Regions from separate parts of the Zea mays genome. Here region 2 is linked to region 1. The links are chromatin contacts, called in public Hi-C maps. All regions are on one chromosome and are shown on one strand. Each heading gives the region's core, a stretch centred on a gene start, on an enhancer-like site or on the middle of the called end of the contact. The rest is flanking DNA. Distances are from core to core; before and after follow the strand shown. Region 1 holds the start of LOC100282719. Region 2 holds the start of LOC103643848 (zinc finger CCCH domain-containing protein 24).

What was found. Hi-C and Micro-C count contacts between places; a contact is called where the count stands out from the background.
Region 2: a Hi-C map of endosperm shows a contact between it and region 1, with 2.2 times the contacts expected there. The contact joins the promoter of LOC103643848 here to the promoter of LOC100282719 in region 1. A contact is called at or near these places in 6 of 25 Hi-C or Micro-C datasets (bundle sheath, ear, endosperm and 2 more).

The regions. Positions count from the first base shown.
Region 1 is chr1:270,081,027-270,086,843 of Zm-B73-REFERENCE-NAM-5.0, forward strand. It overlaps LOC100282719, which reads left to right and starts at 4,083. Exons shown (of 7, transcript NM_001155626.1): 1 at 4,083-4,317; 2 at 5,122-5,447. The coding sequence starts at 5,165.
Region 2 is chr1:270,347,451-270,353,165 of Zm-B73-REFERENCE-NAM-5.0, forward strand. It overlaps LOC103643848 (zinc finger CCCH domain-containing protein 24), which reads left to right and starts at 4,245. Exons shown (of 2, transcript XM_008667014.3): 1 at 4,245-4,615; 2 at 4,956-5,715. The coding sequence starts at 4,982.

The DNA of each region.
Region 1 (5,817 bases), core at 2,833-5,332:
TGCAATCCAGATAGGCTTACTCCAACAAATAAGCACCACAGTTTATGTTGAACTAGCAGCACTAAATACTAAATTCAGTTTTCAGAAACCCTTCGAACTGACGAGTACCACCCATATTGTTAGGTAAGACAGTAAGAGTGCTTATTTGTTGCGTTGCAATCGGCAACCGCCATTTCACGCAGTCGCACTGGTCAAAAGCTACGAGAGACCGTTGGTTTGGGGTTCGCTCGGAGACGCCTTTTCGTGCAGGGGGAAAAGGCAGGGGCGGCGAAGTCTGTGTTCTTGAACCGATGATGGGTAGTGAGGGTGCCTTGGGTTGCAGACAATCCCAATTCCCAGCCCAGCAAGTCGGGTTTGAATCTGTGCTATTCAGATAGCAGCAATCAGTAGTAATAAAGTGAAAAAAGCGATAGGAACAACCGAACCAGGCATGCATGCATATACATATACTAGGGCGGCTCTGATTCTCGAGCGCCTGAAAACTTGCGACGCATGTCCATGTGGGTGTGTGTTTGACTGTCCTGTGATTTGCAGCGGACCACACAACGCAATGCTAGCACTGCAGTAATGTCCATTTCTATTATTGTTCGAGGCATCTTCTGCCTGCTCGTAAATCCAATTATCATGCAATCATTAGTTTTTTAGGTGAAATCTGCAACCTTAAGCCGTTTGGTTACTTTATAGTGTTTTTGGTTGGATGTACAACGAGGAATGAAAGCGTGCGGCCATAATTTTATAGTGTTTGGCTAAGAGTTGAGTGGAGACGAGGCGAGCTAAACACCATAGAAAATTTTGGTGGTGGCGTGATCCAAAAAAAATCGAGTGAACGGTGTCGTCCCTGCCTCATCCTATTTTAACCTAAAATTTAGGTAGGAGACTAAAGTTTAGGCTTTAATCTGTTTAGTTCTAAGGACTAAAAGTATATAGAACACATTAAATGAATCATAAGAGGACCAAAATACTATTTAACATTTTTTCACAATTAGTGTAACTAAAATAAATAAGAGGCAACAAATGAAATTAATATTGTTTAGTCTCTTTTTGCCATTCCTCGAAAAACTAGAGACAAACATTTTAGTTCATGTTTTAATCTCGTCGTTTGATAATTTATGAACTAAACGAGACTAAAATAAAGAGAGTAATCTGTAGTCCCTCGAAACCAAACTGGCCTTAAGAGGTCCTAGGCGTAGTGCACAGTCATCAGATTCAGAGCAGAATCATATCAAAGCCAGCAACGCACAACCATGCTTATTTTATTCTACTATGTTCTAGAGGCACGGGAACAGACCACACACTTGCAATGAATTTTATTCCATGGGTTTGTTTGTTCCGCCTGTGAGTGAACTGAGAATGACATCGTTTGGTTTGCTTGTTCGTTTTGGATTAAAATTAGCTCTTTGTACTGGTGCTATAATCTATAAAAACAAAACTGTAGATGTAGTGAAAAACGGTATAGATTAAAGCCAAACAAACATGCTTGCTTGCCCGGTTTGCCAATGCACAGGATAAAAAAAACCTCACTCCCTTCTGTCGCTGGAACCATCGCTAGCTAGCAGCATCGGCATGTTGCATCGCATAGGCGATTCTTGTGTCGAAAAAAGGCAGAAACGTCTTGTCTACTGGTGTCACGGCAGTGTCCAAAACCACCGCTAATCGCTGAAACCTCACGCTCTGCAGCATTGACACTCTGTTTAGTGAACGACAGACGTCAGGAGAGAGAGAGATGCCAGTGTCACGTGAGCTCCACCAGTTAACCAACAGAGGGAGGGACCTGTTAAAACACATGGGAATAGGCGCTCCACTGCTTTGTCCCTTTGGGCTTTGGTTTGGTGCCCTGTGCGCCGAACTACTCGGCCACATTTTCCTTTATTTTGTCCTGCACTCCTGCTAGCTGCTACGACCAACCACCAGCTGGGTTACTGTACACCTGTGGTTTTTTATTCCCACAGGAAACTAGATGTGCCTGATGGTACAGTAGGAGTACCCGCTAATATCCGTCCCAGATGTGGCTGGTGGAAATGTGCGGACGGAATTCCCCAAGCAAGCTACAGCAGCGCCTGCAACCTGCTCAGGGATCTTGCAGGTGCCAACGGAAATCCTAGATGCCCTGGGTGTGCTTTTGGGGCCTAGCTGGGTGAAGGCCAGAACAGTGACAGGATCTGTTCTTGGATTTCATGGGCCTACAGCCTGCTCTGTGTTGCGTTCTGTTCTGTTCCGCCGCTGAGACTCTGTCATAGATTGGGAACATAATGCTGACGAAGCTGACAGATTCACATGTCAAGTCGAAGATACACTAGCCACCCATGAAAAGCCACGTAACGTAAAGATCCAGGAATCAGGATCGATGCTTCGTGCGGCGCGCGCTGACGATTCACGTTTTGCTAGAATTAAGATCGCGTTAAAAAGAATCCAAAATAAAGTGATGTAACGTGCTTGTGGAAATGTCCGAATGTCCACTGATCCATTACTCGGCATGGCTCCATCTCCGGCAGGCACACCCAAGCACTGCGAAGGAGGAGCGCAAGTCGCTGGCGCGGCTGATCGACGCGCGCAAGCTCACGGTGGAGGCCGCGGCGCACGCCGTGCAGAACGAGCGCATGTCGGTGCGCGCCGTGGTGCAGGTGCTCTTCTCGGAGCACGGCAAGCTCAACCGCCTCGCGGAGCTGAGCGCCTCCTTCAGCGGCCAGCGCAGCCCCAGCCCTAGCCCCAACCCTGCGCTGGAGCTCCCCGGTCGCTGCCCCTCCAAGCGCGAGGTCCTCGCGCAGCACCAGGAGGTGCGCCGCCTCCGCGACGACGTCGCCAGGCTCCAGGTCCGTCAGTCGGCTTGTCTTGAGTTCTCGAGCCCGCACATGTACACCAACTTCGGTGGTGCTCCGACTGACGCTGAAACATACGTGTGCTCTATGGTGCAGGTGCAGTGCAACGCGCTGCAGGCCTAGGTGGACAGGCTGGGCTCCGAGAGGCGTCGACGCAGCGGGGGCGGCGGTGGCGGGTTCTTCAAGTGGAGCGCGTTCTGGTTCGGCGGCGGCATGGGCGCCGACGTAGGTCGACGACTTGGAGAGCGGCATGGAGCACCGGACGCCGCCCAAGGGGAAGAAGAGCGCCACGGCGACGCCCAATGCCAAGTGGCGCAAGTCCACGTCCTGAGATGACAGGGGTGTTGTGTTGAAGGGATGGCGATCGACGACTGTTAATCATGTTTTCTGCTTTTTGGCTGGGGTTTGTGATTCCTCTGAGTTTGAACGTCATATGTTGTGTTGCTGTCATCTCGAGTTTGTGTTCGTGGTGAAACTATCAGACTGGAAATTGTACCACGCGGCTAGAAGCACCTACCGTTGACAGGCAGAAGCCATGCACGAACAGATTCCAACATGGAAAATGCAAAAGTCGATGTTTAGAGATGCACATAATGTGAGACTTCTAAACTAATTTTATACTCCCTCCAGCCTTCAGATACTCGATATTTTGAACATGATCTTATATGGAAAACGTAATACATTGATCTGTTCACTATTCACTAATTTATACATGTGTTAAGCATTAAAGTGGTCGCAGTTCACACAATATTATGCTATTGTTAATTTTATTTTGGTTTCCATTTATTTCTTAAAAAGATTTTTCTTACTACTATAACATGTAAAACTACTGTATCTATCCTGCACCATGGGAGGTGATTTTTGTTATTTACGTTATTATCTACTCATTGTGTTCCTAATTATTGGTCACTTTGGCTTTTCTATAGTATAATATTCCAAACTTGTGTGTATTTCGGGTATTTGGGGGATTATCGGTGAAGCATCATGGCTCCCGACGAAGCAGGGGCTGCGACCAGGGCGGTGGATGTTGCTGGGGGCTGCCTGATGCTGGCGGCGGCTGCTGTCTGGGGGCAGCGGCAGAGCTCATGATCGTCGAGACCGTTGATACCAGATTGGTAGGAACCACGTTTCCTATACTGACGATATGTTTCCGTTGCAACGCACGGGCATCCAGCTAGTATGATTGATGTACCGTCGCAACGCACGGGCATGACACTAGTTTATTTATACAAACAATACTGCAATCCCTGCCCGTCCTCCACCTGTCCGAGACACTTACAATAATCCTTGCCCAATCCCGTCTTTAGCCGCTAGGGTTACGCGTCCACGGCGACGACCTCTGCGCAGAGCGTGCTGCGATTGGCCGGCCTTCCTGGGATCCTCCCCGCGCCCGACACCCGGAAACGCGCGCGCGCGCGAGGGAGAGACAGAGTGAGGAAACGAGGGAAGGAGACGACGCGCTCGCCTATTGGCCGCCGGCTCCGCTCCTTCGCGCCCAGTGGTCAGTATCAGCAGCGGCGTCTCAGCCTCTCCTCCCGTTCGCCCTCGCTTGCTTCCTTTTATTCCCTTGCTTCCTGATTGGCGGTTTGGTGGTGTTGGCCCCTGCCTCGCCTTTGATGCGGCGGCCGCCCCGTGACCTTGTTTCCATTTTTGGGCGGCGGCCAGGCCAGGGTTCGGTTCGGATAAGGCGGCCTCCCAATTTCGACGGAGGGAGCCGTTGCGGGGAGCTTGTAGTGGTAGTGGGTTCGGGACTCTGGAATCGAGTTCTTCCGCTTGTTGGATCGGCGGGAGATGGGATCCTGTTCATCGGAGCAGCGTACTGATGGCCCTGTCTTGTGGGGTGGGAGCAGGATTGATTTCTGCGTTACGGGCTGCAGCTTGGTTTTGTTGGTCGAGTGGAGGGAGAATTCCCGTGATCTTCAGTCCCGGGCTCCAGGCTGTGTCACATGATGTTTGGTTTTCCCTTTTGATCTGCGTTTTGTTACTGACTGCGGTTTTGAATGGTAGCTAGAGCTGAAACTCGAGTCTCGCAGCAAAAACCTTGCCATTGTTGAATTGGCCCTGATGTTTCATGTCCAGTGTTTGTGTTCTTCCGCTCCATGATTCGCGACTAGCGAGCATGTGTTCTGCCATGGATTCAGAGCGTCGTGGAGTTTTTTCGTGTCGCCGATCAAGTCAAGATCGCTACCCTGTTTTGCACCGATCATATCCTGCTTTCATTGTCGATCCTCGTTTGTGACGTACTGCCACTGTTCATCTCGGTTTGACTTTTCCATCGCTCGTCTTCCTGATGCCACTGAAACAGCGACGGCCACGGCCTGAGCGGCGCTGCCAGCAAGGCGGCTAGTATGAGCAGCATGGAGTCGCGGCCGGGCCGAACGAACCTGGTGGAGCCCATAGGGCACGGCGCCGCGCTGCCGTCCGGCGGCCAGGCAGTGCAGCCGTGGTGGACGAGCTCCGGGGCTGTGCTCGGTGCAGTCTCGCCAGCCGTCGTGGCGGTGGCGCCCGGGAGCGGGACGGGGATTAGCCTGTCGAGCAGCCCGGCAGGTGGTAGTGGTGGTGGCGGCGCGGCTAAAGGAGCCGCGAGTGACGAGAGCAGCGAGGATTCACGGAGATCTGGGGAACCAAAAGGTATGGCGCTCCTAACTTTTTTCATGTTAATAAAGAGATGGCTGAGCTGTTATTGCAGGAAGTTGTTGTAGTGGTGCCTCTTCTCTATAGTCAGCGTTCTTGCTTCTTTTAGCATACAGTACCGCATCTTGCTTTGAATTCGTTCGAAGATCTTTCTATATTTACAGTTGCCAATGGAAACTCTTGCATAAAAGATGCTTCCACCACTAAAGGACTAGATGTAGCACAACAGTTTCCTTATATGGTATTGTGAGTGTCCGGAGAAGGTCATATCCTGAATAGCAGTAACTATGCATTCAAGATCCCAGTTCAAGAAGATATCATAGGGCCTACCTAATGGCTAATGGGACCACTGTCCCGGGAGCCCTAT
Region 2 (5,715 bases), core at 2,995-5,494, 270 kb after region 1:
CCTTCCTCAATGGACCAATCAAGGAAGAGGTCTATGTTGAGCAACCTCCCGGCTTTGAAGATAGTGAGTACCCTAACCATGTCTATAAACTCTCTAAGGCGCTTTATGGGCTCAAGCAAGCCCCAAGAGCATGGTATGAATGCCTAAGAGATTTCCTTATAGATAATGGCTTCAAAGTCGGAAAGGTCGATCCTACTTTATTCACTAAAACTCTTCAAAATGACTTGTTTGTATGCCAAATTTATGTTGATGATATTATATTTGGGTCTACTAACGAGTCTACATGTGAAGAATTTAGTAGGATCATGACACAAAAATTCGAGATGTCGATGATGGGGGAGTTGAAGTACTTCTTAGGATTTCAAGTGAAGCAACTCCAAGAGGGCACCTTCATTAGTCAAACGAAGTATACTCAAGACATTCTAAACAAGTTTGGAATGAAGGATGACAAACCCATCAAGACACCCATGGGAACCAATGGGCACCTCGACCTCGACACGGAAGGTAAGTCCGTGGATCAAAAGGTATACCGGTCGATGATAGGTTCCTTACTCTATTTATGTGCATCTCGACCGGATATTATGCTTTCCGTATGCATGTGTGCAAGATTCTAAGCCGACCCTAAGGAAGCTCACCTTACGACCGTAAAACGAATCTTGAGATATTTAGTTTATACTCCTAAGTTTGGGCTTTGGTATCCTAGGGGATCCACTTTTGATTTGATTGGTTATTCGGATGCCGATTGGGCAGGGTGTAAAATCAATAGAAAGAGCACATCAGGGACTTGCCAGTTCTTGGGAAGATCCTTGGTGTCTTGGGCTTCAAAGAAGCAAAATTCCGTAGCTCTTTCTACCGCCGAAGCCGAGTACATTGTCGCAGGACATTGTTGCGCGCAACTACTTTGGATGAGGCAAACCCTCAGGGACTATGGTTACAAATTAACCAAAGTTCCTCTTCTATGTGATAATGAGAGTTCAATCCGCATGGCGGATAATCCCGTTGAGCATAGCCGCACTAAACACATAGCCATTCGGTATCACTTTTTAAGGGATCACCAACAAAAAGGAGATATCGAGATTTCTTACATTAATACTAAAGATCAATTGGCCGATATCTTTACCAAGCCACTTGATGAACAAACTTTTAACAAACTTAGGCATGAGCTAAACATTCTTGATTCTAGGAACTTCTTTTGTTGAGTTGCACACATAGCTCATTTATATACCTTTGATCATGTCTCTTTCATATGCTATGACTAATGTCTTTTTCAAGTCTATTTCAAACCAAGTCATAGGTATATATATTGAAAGGGAATTGGAGTCTTCAGCGAAGACAAAGGCTTCCACTCAGTAACTCATCCTTCGCCGTCGCTCCGCGCATCTCTCCATCTTTGGGGGAGAGAGCATCTCTCCTACTTTGGTATAATCTTCACTCATATGTTTTATTTGCCAAAGGGGAGAAAAGTAACAGGGCTCTAATGACTCCGTTTTTGGCGATTCATGCCAAAGGGGGAGAGAGTATTAGCCCAAAGCAAAAGGACCGCACCACCACCTAATTTTAAAATGATTTTCAATTGGAAATTTCAAATTGGTATCTTATTGTGTTCAAAAAGGGAAGAAGTAGTATTTTCAAAATTGATATCTCAAAACCCTCTTGAACACTAAGAGGATAATTTCATCTAGGGAGAGTTTTGTTTAGTCAAAGGAAAAGCATTTGAAATAGGGGGAGAAAATTTCAAATCTTGAAAATGCTTCGCAAAATCTTATTTATTTACCTTTGACTATTTGCAAAAGGACTTTGAAAAGAATTTACAAAAGAATTTGCAAAAACAAAACATGTGGTGCAAGAGTGGTCCAAAATGTTAAAAATGAAGAAACAATCCTTGCATATCTTATAAGTATTTATATTGGCTCAATTCCAAGCAACCTTTGCACTTACATTATGCAAACTAGTTCAATTATGCACTTCTATACTTGCTTTGGTTTGTGTTGGCATCAATCACCAAAAAAGGGGAGATTGAAAGGGAATTAGGCTTACACCTGGTTTCTAATTGATTTTGGTGGTTGAATTGCCCAACACAAATAAATTTGACTAACTAGTTTGCTCTAGTGTGCAAGTTATCCAGGTGCCAAAGGTTCACACTTAGCCAATAAAAATACCAAGAATTGGGTTCAACAAAAAGAGCAAGGGATAACCGAAGGCAGCCCTGGTCTGGCGCACCGGACTGTCCGGTGCACCAGGGGACTTCACGCTGAACTCCTCACCTTCGGGAAAATCCAGAGGCGCTCCGCTATAATTCACCGGATTGTCCGGTGTACACCGGACAGTGTCCGGTGCCCCAGGGAAGAGCGACTCTGGAAGTCGCCAGCTTCGGGAATTCGCTCCGCTATAATTCACCGGACATGTCCGGTGTACACCGGACTGTCCGGTGAGCCAGCGGAGCAACGACTACTTCACGCCAACGGTCACCTGCAGAGGCATTAAATGCGCGCCAGAGCGCGCAGAAGTCAGGCACACACGAAGTGGCGCACCGGACACTCTACAGTGCATGTCCGGTGCGCCACCGGACATCCAGGCGGGCCCAGCAGTCAGAGCTCCAACGGTCGGAACCCAACAACCTGGTGACGTGGCTAGCGCACCGGACACTGTCCGGTGTGCACCGGACTGTCCGGTGCACCATGCGACAGACAACCTCCACCAAACGGCTAGTTTGGTGGTTGGGGTTATAAATACCCCCAACCACCCCACATTCAAGTCATCCAAGTTTTCCACCTTCCAACTACTTACAAGAGCTCTAGCATTCAATTCTAGACACACCCAAGTGATCAAATCCTCTCCAAATTCCACACAACGCCTTAGTGATTAGTGAGAGAGATTTGCTTGTGTTCTTTCGAGCTCTTGCGCTTGGATTGCTTTCTTCTTTGATTCTTTGCTTGTGATCAAAACTCAATTGTAACCAAGGCAAGAGACACCAATTGTGTGGTGGTCCTTGCGGGGAAGTTTTGTTCCCGGTTGATTTGAGAAGAGAAAGCTCACTCGGTCCGAGGGACCGTTTGAGAGAGGGAAGGGGTTGAAAAAGACCCGGCCTTTGTGGCCTACTCAACGGGGAGTAGGTTTGCGAGAACCGAACCTCGGAAAAACAAATCCGCGTGTCACACTTCTTATTTGCTTGCGATTTGTTTTTCACTCTCTCTCGCGGACTCGATTATATTTCTAACGCTAACCCGGCTTGTAGTTGTGATTAACTTTGTAAATTTTAGTTTCGCCCTATTCACCCCCCTCTAGGCGACTTTCAACCTTGCGTCCAATTTTTCAGTGCCTATCTTATGATTCAGATCTCCCCTCCCCTTGGGCCGCCTTATCCTTACTTTTACAGTTGAAGGAAGGAGTTGGTTACAAAAAAATAGACTATCCTTATCTAGATTACAAGACCTGCCTCTATCCACTAACCCCTTATATATCGGGTATTACTGTTATAATGGAAATTTGCAAATTATAAAATGAGATCGAGTTGGGGAAACAATCCTCCTTCTTAATATTGGTGAGCTCTGAATTCCTCACATATATCCTTTACAATTAACACTTAAAAATAAGAACACCTTTATTATATCACAACACGATTTTCCATAACATCTTACAGTTATTTGAGTTGGGTATCCTAACACATTCCCTACCAACACTCACTTCTAACATGTTTTGTTTTTACACGTGTTTTTACATGTGTGTGAGGTGGAGTGGCGTGATGTTACATTATAACAAAGGGTGCAATCTTCCTAATATAGTCACACATGAACCATTGATGAATTTCACTTAGACATCATAGAAAGACCTTAAGAAATATCTAAATCTAGAGAATTTCTAGCTTACCATAACAATAAGTATCTAAGCTACATGGGTTGCCATGACATTTTAGAAAAAAAATTTAAATTTTATGGTTATGATTGTTGTAGAAGATTCTAGAAGATTGTTCCTATTTTTTACATATTTTTTTTGACTTTTCGTTATTATGCTAGCATGTTTTAGAAGCTTGTCTTATTTTTTGTATGACTATGGTTTGCTATGCTTATTATAAAATTTATAGAAATTTGACTATTTTTTGTATGACAATATTTTAAGTGAAGTTTTCTTTATATATTTTAACAAGGGATAAAAAACCATACAATCTAGATCTTTAAAATCTATATAACGTATCTTTTTATTTCTACCGAATGATCTCGACTGACGACGACAGAGACAAGTAGAGTGAGGCAGGCATTGCGAGAGAAGCCGAAAGCCAAAGCCACGACTCCCTCACCCCGCAGGCCCGCACTTCCCCCAGTCTACTCTCTTTTCAGTTTCTCTCTCCCCACTTTCCCCATTTTTACCGCACATCTCTCCTTCCTCGGCGTCTCGCACACCCCAGCACCTTCGTCTCCCCTCCCCTCCCCCAACAATCGGAACCGGATAGGAAGTTCGGCTTCCTCCCGGACGACTCGGCGCAAGGTCGCAGCTTTTCTCTCGATTTTTCGCGCTTCCCCGTTTTGACGCTTGCTTCGCATGGGGATTCTGGAGATCTTTGGGGCGGTTCGCTGCTGAGATGGTTCGCCTCATCACGCGCTGCTGTGACTCCCAACAGGTAGGCTCCGCTAGACCTCTTTCTAGCCTTCTCTTGGTGCACGGAACAGCTGGGGAGTGGGGAGTACGAGTCACTAGCCTTCTCTTGGCGGCTGAGAGCGTGAGCTCGGTGGAGTTCTGATCTAGCGGAAGATGGGATTTTTGCGGGGCTGACTTGTGTTGGGTTTCTTTTGTTGCGCGATTTGGTGGTGTGGGCTTCATTCCTTCCATATATGTAGCATCTGTTTTGTATGTTGCTTCCGATTTGGTGGGATTCCATATCTCGCACTAGTGAATTAGTGATGACTTGCTTGACTAGTTTCTTGACTGGTTTCCTGTTCTATTTCTCATTGTTGCTTCAGTTCTTCCGATCCGAGGAGCCCCTGTTATGAACGGCATGCCGATCTCTGCGTCCTCTGCGGCAAGCGTCGACAGTGGCGCGGTGGCGGCCGGCACGCCCATGAAGAATGCAACGGCGGCGGACGCTCTCGCCGAGATGGCGAGACATCTTACCGTCGACACGGAAGACACCTTCGCGGGCCTGCTGGAGCTCGCCGCTGACGACGACGCAGAGGGGCTGCGCCTCGCGCTGGAGCGCGCGCCACCTGCCGCCGCGGACGAGGCTGGCCTCTGGTACGGCCGCCGGAAGGTCCTGGAGCACCGCACCCCGCTGATGGTCGCTGCCACCTATGGGAGCCTTGCCGCGCTCCGCCTGCTAGTGTCCATCTCGTATGTGGACGTCAACCGCCGCTCGGGCACGGACGGCACCACTGCCCTCCACTGCGCCGCCTCTGGTGGCTCACGGACGGCTGTTGAGTCGGTCAAGCTGCTTCTGGGAGCCGGGGCAGACGCTAACACCATGGATGACGCCGGGCGTCGTCCGGCTGATGTGATCTCTGTGCCACCGAAGATGTTTGATGCCAAGTTCGCCCTTCAAGATCTTCTTGGATTCCCCAAGTCTGAGCATGGCATGCTCCGGGTGGTGACAAGGTCCACCAACTCGATCTCATCGCCTGTTTCATCCCCCACTGCAGAGGATGCACGGTCACCGTCTGCTTCTGTGATGATGATGACAAAGTTCGCTGACTTGCCTAGGGTTGCGACATCGGAGAAGAAGGAATA